Linked DNA regions of Sus scrofa: region 2 is linked to region 1. Evidence: chromatin contacts called from public HiChIP or PLAC-seq data. All regions are on one chromosome and are shown on one strand. Each heading gives the region's core, a stretch centred on a gene start, on an enhancer-like site or on the middle of the called end of the contact. The rest is flanking DNA. Distances are from core to core; before and after follow the strand shown.

The links. HiChIP or PLAC-seq counts read pairs in DNA pulled down with a chosen protein or histone mark.
Region 2: an H3K27ac HiChIP or PLAC-seq map of alveolar macrophages shows a contact between it and region 1. The contact joins two enhancer-like sites. A contact is called at or near these places in 1 of 47 Hi-C or Micro-C datasets (embryonic fibroblasts) and 1 of 2 datasets of contacts at active chromatin or transcription factors (alveolar macrophages).

What each region holds. Positions count from the first base shown.
Region 1 is chr5:28,375,571-28,379,418 of Sscrofa11.1, forward strand. All of the region lies in intron 1 of SRGAP1 (SLIT-ROBO Rho GTPase-activating protein 1), which reads left to right. Among named protein-coding and RNA genes, the nearest start is that of SRGAP1, 77 kb to the left of the region's middle. Within about 2 kb of position 1,906, at least 2 of the 83 cell types and tissues checked have an H3K27ac peak or open chromatin away from gene starts, as enhancers often do. A contact at or near this core is called in alveolar macrophages, where this site is marked.
Region 2 is chr5:28,529,348-28,533,141 of Sscrofa11.1, forward strand. The region is part of intron 8 of SRGAP1 (SLIT-ROBO Rho GTPase-activating protein 1); the gene reads left to right. Among named protein-coding and RNA genes, the nearest start is that of XPOT, 150 kb to the right of the region's middle. Within about 2 kb of position 1,319, at least 7 of the 83 cell types and tissues checked have an H3K27ac peak or open chromatin away from gene starts, as enhancers often do. A contact at or near this core is called in alveolar macrophages, where this site is marked.

The sequences.
Region 1 (3,848 bases), core at 656-3,155:
TACTCTATGTTCTTCCATATTTATAATGTAATTTTATAAAAGCTTCTAAATATTTGGTTCATACTCTTTTATTTTAACTTTGTACTTTTATATAAGGGATGATTGGGATAAAGAAATAGTTCTTTCTTAATATTTTTATCCTGTCATATGAAAGAAATTTCACATTTTATATAAAGGAAAGAAAATTTCAAGATTATAGCTTCTTGGGTACATAATTAAGATAGTATTTAATAGCTAGCCTCATTCTGTCTCTCTAATCAAAATTATCTACCTCCAAATACCGATTTTTAAAATTCCTTCATTGCATAATATAATCAAGATAATTTCCTCCCTTATTAGACTAAGTAAGACACTTTGATAACAGTCTCCTTTTTTGAGTTTCTTAGTTTTTAATGCAAAAAGTGTACTCTATGAATGTCAAAATTTTGTTTATTTCAGGAGGAAGTCCCTTAAGAAAAGGCTATAGTCTATACAATTGGCTGTTAAGGGACTAAACTAATTGGTAACTTGAACAACTCAAACAATTATACAGTTTGATATGTGGCCAAAAAAACGTGTGAGCTTTATAACGTCTGAGCTCCTTTGTATTGAGATTTTTCTTGGCATCTTAATTTTACTTCTGAGGTTCTTCAGTTTATTAGATTCTTCTGATTAAGCCTCAGAGAAAGTAGGTGTCATCTCTCTTTTTGTCTGAGTTATAGATGAGTTGGGTTTCTATAAAGCACCTCTCACCCCCACCTTGTGTTGCATTTGATCAAGAGTTAAGCAGATCATAAACAGATTCTTTGTTCACTTTCCATGATTAGTTGTGTCCTCTGATTCCATATTTTAGCAGATCCTCTAGGTGTCACATGAAGTTTTTGTTTTGTTTTGTTTTTGGAGAAGGATCAGGATTTTTAAAATGCTGGTAGCTGGTTTATTGTATGATTTTCAAAAATAATATTTACAATCATTCTGACAACCAAAGATTACAGTATTGAGCAAATCCATACCTGAAGGACCTCTATTGCTTAAATGACTATGGGCTTCCTTAACTTTTTTCTTTTGGGTGGTACCAGTTCTTTTTGAGGATTGAGGAGGGAATATTTGGTTAACTCTCAGAGAGATGGATCATTCTCCTGAGGGTCATTTGGTTGCTTTGTGCCTCGGTCCTTGAGAACCAGCTTATAAAGTGTATGAATGTCTTTAAGAGATCTCTCACTTTAGGCACTGCCTTTCTGGTGCCTGGCACATAGTACTGGGATGATAAACATTTGTTAAATGGATGATTGAAATAAGGAATGAATTATTTTAAGTTTGAAAAATGGAGCTCACTTGAGCCAGGCCATGCCATCTGGTTGAAGGGTACTTATAGCTCTTAAGTAGTATCATTTTGACATGGTACAGGAGAGGTGACTGTCACTGCACTTGATGCCATCCTATGTGTCCATAATGCTTACAAGAACAGATGATTTAAAATAGGTGTGATTTTTGCCTGGATCTTGATTTAGCAACAGAAGCTCTTAGAGGATAAGCTGCCTACTTTTTCTAGCTTAGAATCAAAGATAGAATGCTCTAGATACATATCATAGCAGCATTCATATTCATCTGTTTGCTGACATCATGCTTTCTTTATTATGAACTATTTGCTTAGTCTTTCACCAAGGCAATTGAATGCTAGGCCTGTATGTTTTCATTTCATGATCATTTGGAAAAATAAGTGAGATGTAAAGCATCTTAATTTTGACAATTTTTCAAGTTAAAGGAAGAAAAATTGCTCATCTTTACATACATTATAAAGCTTCATTATGGGGAATCTAAAATATGGCACAAATGAACCTGTCTACAAAACAGACTCACAGACATCGACAGCAGACTTGTGGTTGCCAAGGCGGAGGGAGGAAGGAGTGGGATGGACTGGGAGTTAGTAAATGATGACTGTTACATTTAGGATGAATAAGCAACAAGGTCCTACCCTACAGTACAGGGAACTAACTATATCCAGTCTCTTGGCATAGACCATGATGGAAGATAATGTGTATATATATATGTACACATATATGTATGACTGGGTCACTTTGTGGCACAGCAGAAATTGGCACAACATTGTAAATCAACTACATTTTAATTTAAAAAAAGAAAAGGGGAAAAAAACCCTTCATTTTAAAATTACACCAATTAAGATATACATGCAGTAAAGAAATGAAAATGTCTGACATCCTCATGTCATTCTCAGTGTCCTAGAATTCAAATTTTCTGGGCAAGTGTTACAGCGAAGAACAACAGAGCAGAATGCTAACGTTTACTGAGAATTTATGTTACTGAATGTTCACAGTCACCAGCATGTTAGTATCCAAAGCAGAAAATCCCAGCAAGGAAGAAAAGAGAATGGAGCAAAGTGGAGAGGGGAGGAAAGGAGTAAAAATAATTTTTGTATGCAGCACTAGAGGCACTAGTAAGATGGTCCCTGTGGCAAGTGAAAAATCACTTTGGACCGAGAAGGACCACAGCTTGGCCAGTGTTTCAAGAAGATTTCTCTTGCATTCTTTCCTCTAAATCCAACTAAATTTCATGTTCTAAAAATTATTGGCTACTGTGAATTTAAGTCCTTTGATATTGCACCAGTGGTTTAAGGACTATAATTCTCTTTTCTTCACATCATCAATTATGTAGACTTTTTTCATGTTCAAAAATCCTTCTAATTTAATATCCTAACAACACGCCAATGTGGATTTTTTTGACACAAATAATAATAATAGCTAAATAAGAGTTGCTGAGCTGGTAGTGTGTGGTGGGCACTGGGTCATTCGATGTCATTCAGTCTTCATAACATCCCTGCGAGGGGGATGTGGATTGAGTTGTTATCCCAGTTTTGCACATGGGGAGAGTGAGGCTCAGAGAGAGGTTACGTTCTTTGGCCAAGGACACCCAAGTTGCAAGTGGTCCCATTGGGATTTGGACCAACTTGGTTCAACTCCTGAGACTCAGCTCTGCCCTCTTTATGGGTAAGGCTTATGTGTCTGTTTACAGAGTCTAACATCATCAAGTTTTTGTGCTACTTAAATAAAAGAGGTGTTGATACTGCATTTATTCTATCTGTCATATTGCATGTGAATGAGCCCAAACTTCTCATCTAAAACTTTCTTCTATCTCTCAAGCATCTTTACCTGGATATTTTTTTTTTCAGTGCATGAAACTCCTCATCTCAATACACCCTACTCTCCCTGCCCCAGATATATGGTATTGAAGGATCGATGACTAAATACATACATATTTCATTTTTGTATCTCTGTTATTATTTTCTTATGGAATTCTGGAATAGCTTCTACTCTTAAGGTTCAGGAGACTTTGGATGGTCATCCATTCCTATTCTGGAGTTCCAGAACTTGGTCTCTCTAAGCAGCTGCACACCCCTGCTGTACTGCAAGGTGCACAAGAGCCGACCCTGTGTCTGGCATGTTATTCCTGTAGCCCGATGTATCATGTGGTCCCTGGCTGGCCCAGATCAGGTACTTGTTCAATATTTGCTGACCGACTAATGGCTACCCTTATACTGTTGCCAACTGGCAGATCTTGCAGCCAATGTAGAGCGATAGCATCCTTGTGTTCACGTGGGAAATTACAGATTCCCTGTACCTGACTCCACTGGGTCCTAACTCAGAGGGACCTAGTCCTCTCTGCGGAATTGCTCTTTATGCCCTTTCACACTTCTCATTTGTTCTTTAGTTTATACTGTCTCCTAAGTCCAGAATGAGAGCCTTCCTGCTGTCTCCATCCATTTCAATAAGGCTAAAAGTTTGCTAGTTAGCAAGACCTGTATAACCTCCTCTGGTGTTCCCTCGTGGCTCAGCAGGTTAAGGATATGGCAG
Region 2 (3,794 bases), core at 69-2,568, 150 kb after region 1:
TATCTGCTGACGTAAGTGGATTTAAATGGGTAGAACATAAAATGTGTATTATATGTTGAGTCAGAAGGCATTTGTACAGTTCAGCTGCCTGTTTCTGAAGTTAATTTAATTGGATCCACATTCTCCTTAAATAAAAATAGGGAAGTTCCAGTGTTGTCTCTGCAATGGCTCAGGTCACAGCCATGGCTCAGATTCAATGCCTGACCCAAGAACTTCCATATGCCTCAGGTGTGGCCAAAAAAAAAAAAAACAAAAACAAAAAAAAATGGGAACCACAAATGTGTCTTGTATTAGTCAAGGCACTCAATTATAATTTTCAGGAACCCAAATCAAACTCAGTCAAGTCAGAAAGTTTACTTATTGGCTCATGGTTGCAGTAGCCTCAGTAGTGATTGAACCTGTGTCAAGATGCTGTTATCAGGAATCTCTCTCTTTTCATCCCTTTGACGTGATATCTTCATGTATTGGTAGGAGGTCTCTCCCTGCCCCCACATTGAGAGATCCAGGACCACATGGTCCATACAGCTTACCATCCCACGTCTTCCCAGCATCCTTAACTCTGAAATGGGATCTTTCATTGGCCTGACTGAAATAATGTATACTTCTGGACCAACCATTACATCCAGGAAATGGGATTCTCTCATGTACCAATTCATAGAAACAGATTGACAGCCCCAATAGAAGTCTGTATTTCTAGAGGCAGGCAGTTTCCAAAATGAAGGAATATGGGACAGAAAGGGGGGCGGGAGGGAAGCGGCAGCAGCAACAATTCGCCCTTGAAAAAAATAATCAAAATTCACTTTAGTACCCTCTTTTATTCTAATCCCACCGGGATATTTTGAGCTATGGTGAATGTGTATTTATTTCTGTGAAGAAAGAGTGGTGTGTTTCTAGATCAGCAGTTTGATCAAAACCCATCGCAGCCTTTCTGGTTTCTGTTCCTTCCAGAAGAACCAAACCACCCCTTAGTCAAACATGTGTGTTTACGATGCAATCAGTGTGATTAATACCTCAGTCTCTGTGTGAAGTCCCATTAATGAGCCTTTCCAAAAGGAAAGCCGTTACTCTCCTTGAGGTGTTTTCAGAGCTTAGGGTTTGGCAGGGCACCACAAAATACTCACCTAATGCAGTTTACTGGATCCTCTTAAGCCTATGGTTTGTACGTCTGGTGACTTCCAATTTGTGTGTGTGTGCATTTGTGTGTGGATGCCCTTGCGGTTTTATTTGGAAACAGTGTCTAAGCTCTAGGAAAACAGGGTGTTCCACACATGGTCAAAACTTGCAGCCCGCAGACCTGTTTTGTTTGGCTCCCACAGTTTGGGCCTGTTGAAAAGTGGGAAGTGTGGCAACTCTGGCCCTGTGTTGCCTCATGAAGGGAAAGGCTGGGGTACTTGGGTTTCTCTTGTCCGTAGCTGTTCAGCTCCTGATTGTCTTACGTTGGCCTAGTCCATTTAGGTTAACCTGGCTGGCCTCTGCAGCCCTTTGAATGCACGACCCTCCTCTTCCCCTTGGGGCATAATGTGGAAAAGCATAGTGTCTTTATGAACTGATAGGGGCAGACTCTGCTTTCTGAGGATTAATTCTTCAAAATTTACTGTAGAAGCAAATGAATTGGATTGTCCTGATGTTTCTTGTGAGCATGACAAGTGGTTTATGATTGTTGCACTTGGGGCAAATTCACTGAGCGGAATGGGATTCCCAGTGAAAGTAAGAGTTAAACCAGCCTTGTGAGAACCAGTAGATTTCCATAGATAGAGAAGGAGGGAAAGCTGTTCCACTATATTTCAAGATTGGAGAACAGAGTGCTTTGGTTATCACGCAGCTTCTGCTTGGGGATGAGCTGAAGGTGAAGCTGGAATTTGTATGCCGAGAGGCATTGAGAGCCAGCTGAAGGAGCTTGGATGCTGTGGGTGAGTTCATTTCAGTGAAATAAATATTTATTGAGTGACTTCTACATTCCACACATTTTGCCACGTGTGGGAAGTACAGAGATGAATAAGTCACAGTTAGCAGCTGTCTAGTGCGAGAAGCAGACTCTAACGAGTCATTTATACAAGGTGAAAAATCAGAGCCCTAACTTGGGAGTAACCTAGCCATCATTGCTGATTTGGAGCTCCTCTGTAGCCCTTTTCTCCACCATGAATAAGGAATTTGCTCTGATCTTCCATTGAGAGAAGGACATAAATTGACGCCTTGGTATCAAACCAAAAGAGACAGCTAAAGAAACACATGTATAATTCTGTATAATTCTCTGCCTCTGCACAAACTTATATATACTTAGAAAGTCCAAAGTTGAGTGGAAAAGGTTTAATTAACTAAAAACAATTCTATCTACTCAGTGAAAAGATCAAAGTTGAGGGAGAATTTCATCCAAGCTTATAAAAGCGTAGGCAGGACAGCTAAACGGAACATGAGCCTTTCCACCAAATCTTAGGCAACTGGAAATAATGGACACCACTCAAAACTGTAGGAAGCCTTCTTGTAAGAGAGCTTCCATGCTAAGAGCCCATAGCCCTTGTCTGGCTACAGATGAATTTCCTTTGCTCTACAGTGCTTGTTTTTTGTTTTTGTTTTGTTTTGTTTTCAAATTGTTCTTGTCATCTAAAATTTTTTTGCATGAAGACATGGACTACCAGCTGCTACAAAATTAGAAGATCTTATTATACTAGGCCTTCATTTCTCTGGCTTGAACTGAGCAGTACATACTCCCCTTAGACACAGGGTATGTGCTTCCTGTTTGCCACACTCCCCACTCAGCCCACTTGCCTATTGTCATGACTTGCTTGGCCCTGGAAGATATTTGAGTTTGCCACACCTGGCTTAAAACAAAGAGGAACGCATAAGCGTTTGTGAAGTGGCCTCAGTATATTCCTAAGTTGTAAAAGTTGGAAGTAAAGGTATGAGAAGGGCTTGATTTGATTTGTGGCTGACGCAGATTCATAATGGATTGTGACATTTATTGTCACTTCACAACTTTACATTTGCCTGTTAAACCTTTTAAAATGAGCCTTTGGTTTCATTATGCAGTAAACTTGCGTCAAGGATACCTCAGTCTTATGATCCCAACTTCTAGTCAGCCAGCCCACAAATGGTAGCATCCACTGTGTATTGTGTGCTCACAGAATAAGAGCAGGGCCTTCTGCTCATACAACTCTACTTCCAATTTTTTTGTTTTCTTTTTTTCTTCACCTAACAGTATAACGTTTTATTAAAACTTTTAAATGATACATTTAAAAAAAATTACTTTTACAGGCAGCACTTTGAAAGCCACCTAAATCTAAATGATTATTTATACCTTTCTCACTATAAACTTTTTTTTTTTTTTTTTGTCTTTTTTGCCATTTCTTGGGCCGCTCCCACGGCATACAGAGGTTCCCAGGCTAGGGGTCTAATCAGAGCTGTAGCTGCCGGCCTACACCACAGCCACAGCAACGCAGGATCCGGCCTACATCACAGCCACAGCAACGCAGGATCCAGCCTACACCACAGCCACAGCAACGCAGGATCCGAACCACGTCTGTGACCTACACCGCAGCTCACGGCAACACCAGATCCTTAACCCACTGAGCAAGGCCAGGGATTGAACCCGCAACCTCATGGTTCCTAGTCGGATTCATTAACCACTGCGCCACGACAGGAACTCACTATAAACATTTTCCACACTCTTCCCAACTCACTGTTACACAGCCTTGTCCACTTTCTCAAAGTTTATTGTTAAGTGAAATAAGTGGGGGAGATTAAGAAGCACAGACTTCCAGTTACAAAATAAATGAGTCACAGGGATGAAGTCTGCA